2 separate regions of the Gossypium hirsutum genome follow, and region 1 is linked to region 2. The links are chromatin contacts, called in public Hi-C maps. All regions are on one chromosome and are shown on one strand. The core of a region is the stretch at or near the end of the contact, and the rest is flanking DNA. Distances in the headings are between cores, read along the strand shown.

Region 1 (4,056 bases), core at 882-3,381, 64 kb after region 2:
TATGAATGATGATAATAAGTTTTGGTATGGTTTTAAATGTCAAAAGTTGTAAATGAGTTAGTTGAAATACCTAGTTGGGTGAATGAACTTAGAAATGGTATATTGTAAGTTAAGCATGTTATATAGCTTGGTATATGCTTTGATCATCTCAAGCCAAGTTTATTAAATTGTTTAGTTCTTAATTTGCATAATGAAACATGTTTGGGATGGTAAATGAAATGCTTTAGGTATGAATGGTTGAAATGGAAAATTGAATATGCTTAAATGGAGAATATGTTTAGTATGTGATGCTAAATGGTTGATTCCAAGAGTTATAAGATTGTTTTAGATTGACTTGTTATGTTTTAAAATAGGAGGAACTGGAACAAAAATGGATGTGATGACATGTTGTGGTTGGAAACAATTGAATATGTATCAAATGTGCATTTTGCCAAAAACAGGGGCAATGTCGCAACCATGACTTCCCGGCATCGCAACATTGTCCGATAGTGAGTGGAGTCACAACATAACTCACTAAGTTGAAAAAGTCGTGACGTGGAATTTATGAAGTCATGACGTTGACCAGAGATTTTTAAAACTTTACAATTGGATCCTAATTCAACCTTAGGTTAGGAAAAGAGCTTTCATAAGCTCGTGTGAAACTCAGAAATGGTTATGTTGTGCATTATGTAAGTGAATTACATTTAATTGCATGTATAAATGATTGCATGATGTATATTTGTCTGAAGTTGCTCCGGCAATGAGTGTAACATTCTATAGCTCGGACCCAGTGATCTGGTCGAGCAAGGGGTGTTACACCTATACACTTCGTAAATTTAAATTTTGTCTCCTTACTTTTATTTTCTGAAATTTAGTCCCTTTACTTTTAAATTTTAAAAATCTAGGTCCAGTTACTACCACTTTTAAAATTTTCTGTTAAATTCATTGTTGTCACATTAGATTTTTTTTAAAAAAATCAGTTGGTACTAATGTAACAAAAAAGTAACGTTGAAAATACTAGTGTGAATTTTTTTCTTAAAAACACTCATTCGAATTTATCATAATATTTTTTTGATGGAATAATGTTCTTAAGAAAAAATGACATCAACATTGTAATTGAAATAGTTAATATTAACTATTTAGGCTAACTAATGACACAATAAAAGTAGAGGGGCCAAATTATGTAAAAAAAATTAAAGTATATGGATTCAATCAAAGTATCAACATAGTATAGGGATCAAAACTAAAATTTTCCCATTGACTTATAATGTCAACAAAGGCAAACCCAAATAGTTTAGGACTAAGTTTTGACGGGCCCTAGTAAAAGTTTTTAAAATTTTAGGAGTTTAATAAAGAAAATTTAGGAGTCTAATTAAAATTAAGATTAATGAAAATTTTAAAAATTGCTTAATTAAAATTTTCAAAAAAAATTAAAAGGTACAATGAGAATTTTCAAAAATTTAAAGGTTCTAATAAAAATTTTCTGAAAATTTCAAGGGAGAAATTAAATTTTCTCAATTTTTTTTAGAGGGGCAAGGGCCCTTAGGCCACCATAATGGTCCGCCTCTGAACCCAAATATGACCCTTAGGGCATTCAAATTATATATATAACCACATAACATTATAAAAGAAACGTTAACAGTATTAACTATTTGGTATTACTAATAACATTATAGAAATATATGGGCAATGTTAAAAATTAAATTATAAAATTTAAATCTTAAATTTAGGCATAATAAAAGGACTAAAATTGAAGTTTTAACATTTTTTATAATGTAAAAGGAAAATAATCCTATACCCAAATGACCGTCCTTTTATTTATAGTTTTAAATTTATTATCATTCTAAATAACTAATAAATTGTATTCAAACATAAGATTTTATTATACTGAGCAAATATAACTTATTTTATTCTAAATTTAGTAACAAAATAAATAAATAAATAAATTAGAGGCATGTACCTAATTGAACATTTAGTTCAAACAAAGATCTAATCGTATAAACAACAAAAGTGGGGGACCCAAAACTTAGAATTGCCCGTTATTCATTTCCGTTAAATGCTCACGACATTTCGCTCCATGGACTGTTGTGACCATGGCAATACCATGGACTCTTTTAATATAGATTTCTCCCCAAAAAAAAAAGATGGAAAAGGAAAACTCAAATAAAATGGCATGGGAGGCCGGAGAAATGAGTCCACGTGGTTAAAAATGAGTGGTCCATGAAAAGCTAAATATTGAGAGATGATGTTGATTAGTTAATAATCTGATTTGACTACTCATATATCAACTCAATGCCTCTTTAGCCCTTATTTATTTAGAATTTTGCCGACATATGCGAAAATTAAATAATAATATCTATTTAATATAATAACAAGTGTTTTATTTATTTTTTTAATTTTTTTAATATATTTAAAAAGACACTTATGATGGTTTTAATCCTATTTGTTGAACTTTTTTCTTTCTTAATAATATTATTTATTGATATAATGTATAATAAGGAAAGAGGTAGGAATGAAGTTATAAGAAGTATGTGATTGTGTTAGGGAGGTTGGCTCATTTAGAGTGAGAGAACAAGTTAATTGTTGGAGGAGAGAGAGATTGCTCATAATAAGTTTAAGGTTTAAGTCTTAAAAGATTGGTCATCTTTTTATTATTAGGAGGATATTTATAAAAGTTCATGATGTAACAAATTGTTACAATAGATAGCGGATGTACTAGTATAGTGTACCTGAGGTGCAGACAAAGTGGTCCCAAACGGTATTGGCATAGCATACATGGGGCCCACATATCATTAGAAGTGTGTTCTCAATGAACGCGTGGCCTTGTCTCGGAGTGAGTGGTCAAGACCATTTCCGAAGAGGAGCAACTAACCTGGCCTTAGAAGATTTATAGGTAAAGGGAACTTGATGACTAAGGTAGAAAAACTGATTTTGATGTCTTACTATGCTGATAAGTGTTTAAGCGCTGAGAATATAACACTATTATTTTTAATACATCAAATATTAATTTTTTAACATGCACATGAATATTAATATTAACAGAAATATGTAGATGGATAATAAAAAAAACTAAAAAACAATTAACTTTTAATCTTTAATTATTTAGGGTTATCACGAGAAATTGTTATAAAAATACTTTAAATTTTTTTAACTATAATAACCAATCAAGACATAATGTAATGGTTTTTCTGTCCAACAAACCGAATGGTAATTATTTCTAATTAAAGCAATACCTCTTCACAAGCTTTATGATATCATAATTATATTTAAATATTTTTATATAAAAAAATTGTTTGGTCGCTTCTATGAATACGGGTACCTCAATAGATTGAAACCCATTGCTCATGAATAAAGAAAAATCGTTTCAACATTAAAAATAACAAAAACTAAAGTAAACATATAATAACGGATTCGAAATTTTAATCAAACATCGAAACTAAAACTCCAAAAATTAAAAATTTCAAAATAAAAATAGCACTTGATATTATTAAAATAACAATTTCGTACAATATCTTCTCTCATGGAATCATTCTACAAAAAGCTACCATCATTGGATGCTCTCTTTTTTGTCCCTTAAAAGAAATCGAATTTAAAAACTATATTATTATTCTATCTTTGTAAAAGCTTCTTTTAATGAAATGGAAGGTATCATTTCCAAGTAAAAATGGCAGAGGCATTGACAAAACAAGTGCTTCCTCAAAATAGACATATGCATCCCTTTTTAAAAGTAGCTTAAGCATGCCTAACGAATAACAGTACCATCTCCATTAACTACACTTCCAATTTTATACAAGGTTTATGTATTAGGATATTTTTTTTCCCAACATAAAGCAAACTTGTGATGGAACGTATCAAAGCTATTATCATTTTCATTTCCACAGTTTTCCGGGTAAACTGATTGCTTAATAATGCCAGTTCGTTAAGTAAAGTAAGAGGGTTTAGCATTGGCTACTGTGGTTTCTTTCTTCTGATCCTTTCAGTGGCTCAGAAAACCCTTAAAAGAAAACAGAACTCTCCCTTTGTGTTTCACTTTAATGGAGAGTTCGTTATCCTGCATTCAGCAAAAGCCTGCTTTTC
Region 2 (3,912 bases), core at 958-3,457:
CCAATCATCAGGTCTAACAGACAAATCCACAGAGAAATCTTCTCCTTGGTTTTCATTTTGCCAAAACAGTTCAGTGCGCTCAGATAAGTCAACTCGACTCCCTTGCAATGGCAGTGAAGGAATTCGGCCTTTTATAGACTTTATTTGATCTCCGGCTGCAAATAGTGGGTCGTTTTTGAAACGCTTGGACTTTTTGGGAAAATTATAAGATGTTCTCATATTAGGAGGCTTTGAAGCGTTCGCATTCCTATTCCTACCATAGGAAAGGAAAGCATGCTTTGAAGACAAAGGCGAAGCCATGAAACTATCAGTGGCTAATTCTTCCCCTCTTAAAAGATTGTACTTCTTCCTTGCTCTCAAAGAACCAGATTTGCCCATGATGCTATCATCGAGAGCATTTTGGTTTCGCTGAATACCTGTTCCAAACATTGGGTCTTCAGCATCATCTAACCTCATCCAATCCCTTGCCCTGAGTGCTGCAGACTCATATTTCTCTCGAGGAAGTGTTCCTGGCAAACCATATGGCTCAGAATTCATATCTAAATCAGGGGAAAAGCGGCTGCCAAACTCTCTTGCAAAAGGAAGTTTTGACTCACCTGTCTTCAGTTTGCCTTTTGGATTCTGCTTCCTGTATTTTGATGGTTCCAAATCCATCAGCTGTCCTCGCGATGCAAACTCTAAAACTGGTTCAACCCCAAAGCCAGAGTAGCGACCTGATTTCTGTGGAGCTTTCCAGTCCTTAACTCTTTTGCTCCAAAAACCATCAACCAAATCCTCTCCATCAGAGGATGCAGAATCCTTATCTTCCAACTTCTCATACATCAAACTATTTTGACTTCTCATAATATTCAAAACACGAAGCCGCTCCTCAATACTGTATCCCCTACAATTAAGCCAAGCATCCCTCATTTGAATAAGATTGACAACCATAGTATTCTGATGCTTCCTCAGATGATAGTAATGCTGCCGCTTCCGAAAGAAATTCATGCCCTCCCGATAAAGTGCAACCCTCGGCTCACACAACCCTCCTTTCAACATATCAAACAAACTCTTAATAGGACTCCCAAAGTGAAGATTATTACCATTAAAAATGTCGATCAAGGTCCGCATAAAGGTATCCTGATCCATATCAGGTAAAAACTTAGTAAGGCTAAACCTCTCTTCATCACTTAAACATTCATTCCACACATCAAGAGACAAAATATCTTCCAATCCAGGAAGATCATATAACTCAAAAGGAACCAAACAGGTCGAGTTCCCGACTTGGCAAAATTCAGCCCCGGTTTCACCTAATTCCAACAAATCAAAGTCATCCGAACCTGCTCCTGAATCAGCATCATCGTCAAATTCATCATCAGAATCAACGGCTGAGCTTGGACGTTGAAGCTCGTCCTCATCACTTGACACAGTCATCTCTCTACTACCAGGCGAAAACTCCGAATCAAAGGGTGAAACTTTGGAATTACTCTTCTCAATCGCCATCATAACCTTAAGCACCAAAAAAAAAAAATCTAATCCTCAATTCTACCAATTTAATATTTCAAAAAGAATTATTTTCACCGTTTTCCGAGTACAACGAACTCATCAGAAACCTAACAGAAACAAATAAAGGAAATAAATTCTCAAAATTTGAAATTGCGAACTAAAAGAAAAACTGAAATACAGTAAAAATAATTAAGTTGAAGAAGCAAAACAACATTCAAAAGAATATAAAAACATATATATGTATATGTATACCTCGTCCGAAAGGAAGTGAAGAAATATCAGCGGCGAAATTGAAGATTTGGAGATCTCCTTTTCTTCTAATTTTCTAATCAAGAAAAATAAGGAGGAAAAAAAAGCAAAAAGAAGAAGAAGAAGAAGAGAGAGTTAAATCTGAGAAGCCCTAAAGGGAGTTTTTGAAATAAAAGAGGAAGGAGATGAGGGGATCAGGGGAAGGGGAAGGGGAAGGGGAAGGGGAAGGGGGGAGTTGAAGAAGACGGAAGTGACGTGGAAGGATGGGAGCCCTTGGATGGAAATTGCAGAGGAAAAGACGAAAAAGGGCATAGGGTTGAGGGGGGGGGCGGGGGAAGAAAGAAAAGAGAGTGGAAAGGAACTTGACTGGACTTGACTCAGTGAGTTGAGTTCGTGCGGGAGAGAAAGAGGGAAAGGGAGAAGCAGAAGAAGAGAAAGGCTCGTGATTTAGCATTTAGGAAGTTTCCCGCCGTTGGATCTTGGCCCGCTTTAGGCGCTATTTTGCCTCTTCGACGTCGTTTAAGTCCCTCAATTCCTTTTTCATTTTTATTATTTTTTACCTTTTTCAATTTTTTGAAGCTTTAGACTACAGCGGGAAGGTGGTGGTAGTTAAATAGACGGTTATGTTTCTCATAAAAAGGAATTTATCTACTAAAATTATTATTTCCTAAATTTTACTTTTCTTTCGTACAATGCAAGAGTTTAATGTGGAATATAATATATTTCATGTATAAAGGATATGAAAAACAAATATTAATATTAAATAAATAAAATATGCAAAAATGAAATCATAAACTTTTTTTTTTATGTCTAAACCTTAATTTAATGTATATATAAGATATAAGTTTGTATATCCGTGCGTGCACTAGTTAATTTTATTTAATAATAAAAATATGTATTAAGATTTATTTATTTATTTTTATATACAATAAAATTTATAATTTAAAAACAATAAATTTTATATACAGTTTAGACAATGGATTATCCATTATTATGACATAAATATAGCATTAACGATATCAATTAGAAAGAAAATAAAACAGCTATTTTATTTGAATTAAAAGCTTACTTTTTATATTATTTTTATCCAATAAAAAATAAATTAATATTATTTTGTTATCACTTTTTGAAACGGTACTTTATTCTTATCATTGATTTATTGAAAAAATATATATTTTTTATTATATCTTACAATTAATTGTTATCATTTATTCATATTGATAAAATTTATTGAAAAATTATATACTTGTTTTGGTGGCATATTAAAGATTAACTCTTATCTTACTAAAAGAATATTAACTTTTATGAGGTTTATTCTTTTAGCATAATGATAATCAAATTTACTATAAAATAGTACAAATAATAAATGGTATGGAACAATCGAAGAATCTAACAAATTAAAATATGTATTTATAGGAACCTATGTGATGGTCTGATGGTCAAAAGGCTCACTGTCCTAGGTATGCTATAGGTTCAAGTCGCACTAATTACGTTCATTATCGAGCTTTGCATTGTTATTGTAATTTACTAAAAAAATACATTTATAACGGCATGAGAAAGTTATTTCATCCATCCAAAAGGCTCCATTTCATAAGTTTGTACAAAATTAACAAAATTATACAATAAATTGAATATTTACTAAATTAAAATTAATATAACATCAAAATTAAAACCCAAAGTTAAAACTTAAAATTAAAAAAAATTAACATCACAGTTAAAATTCAAATTTAAAACCAAAATTAGCTTAAATTTAAAATAAAAAATAAAAATAAAACATATGAAATGACTTTTTTTATTAGACATAAAAAAGACATAAAAAAATGTAAAAATGACTAAAATGTAAATATGTAAATAAAAAAAATATACTCTATATAACAAAAAAAACTAAAATGAAATTATTTAAATGAAATAAGAACTTCAACATAACCATACAAAATACAACATGAACTACAATGAAATTAACCCAAAATTAAACTTTTAATATTAACTCTTCAAATTTCTTTTTCTCTTTCACATTTCTTCTTATATATTTAAAAAAAAATCATTTTCTTTGTAACTTTTATTCTCTTTTAATAAGATCGTTTACCTCCAAATATGTACTATTCATTACCATTTCTGACCCTTCATCCTCTGAAGATCTCTACGTTCTCATTGAGATCATCTATTGATTTGAGTCAA

What was found. A called contact is a pair of places that touch in the nucleus more often than the background predicts.
Region 1: a contact with region 2 is called in a Hi-C map of leaf, with 4 times the contacts expected there. The contact joins the enhancer-like site here to the promoter of LOC107950305 in region 2. A contact is called at or near these places in 16 of 34 Hi-C or Micro-C datasets (anther, callus, fibers and 3 more).

Annotation. Positions count from the first base shown.
Region 1 is chrD03:48,612,685-48,616,740 of Gossypium_hirsutum_v2.1, forward strand. No RefSeq gene overlaps it. Among protein-coding and RNA genes, the nearest start is that of LOC121215561, 18 kb to the left of the region's middle. Within about 2 kb of position 2,132, at least 3 of the 9 cell types and tissues checked have an H3K27ac peak or open chromatin away from gene starts, as enhancers often do. A contact at or near this core is called in hypocotyl and leaf, where this site is marked.
Region 2 is chrD03:48,548,976-48,552,887 of Gossypium_hirsutum_v2.1, forward strand. It overlaps LOC107950305, which reads right to left and starts at 2,208. Exons shown (of 4, transcript XR_001697981.2): 1 at 1,738-2,208; 2 at 1-1,592.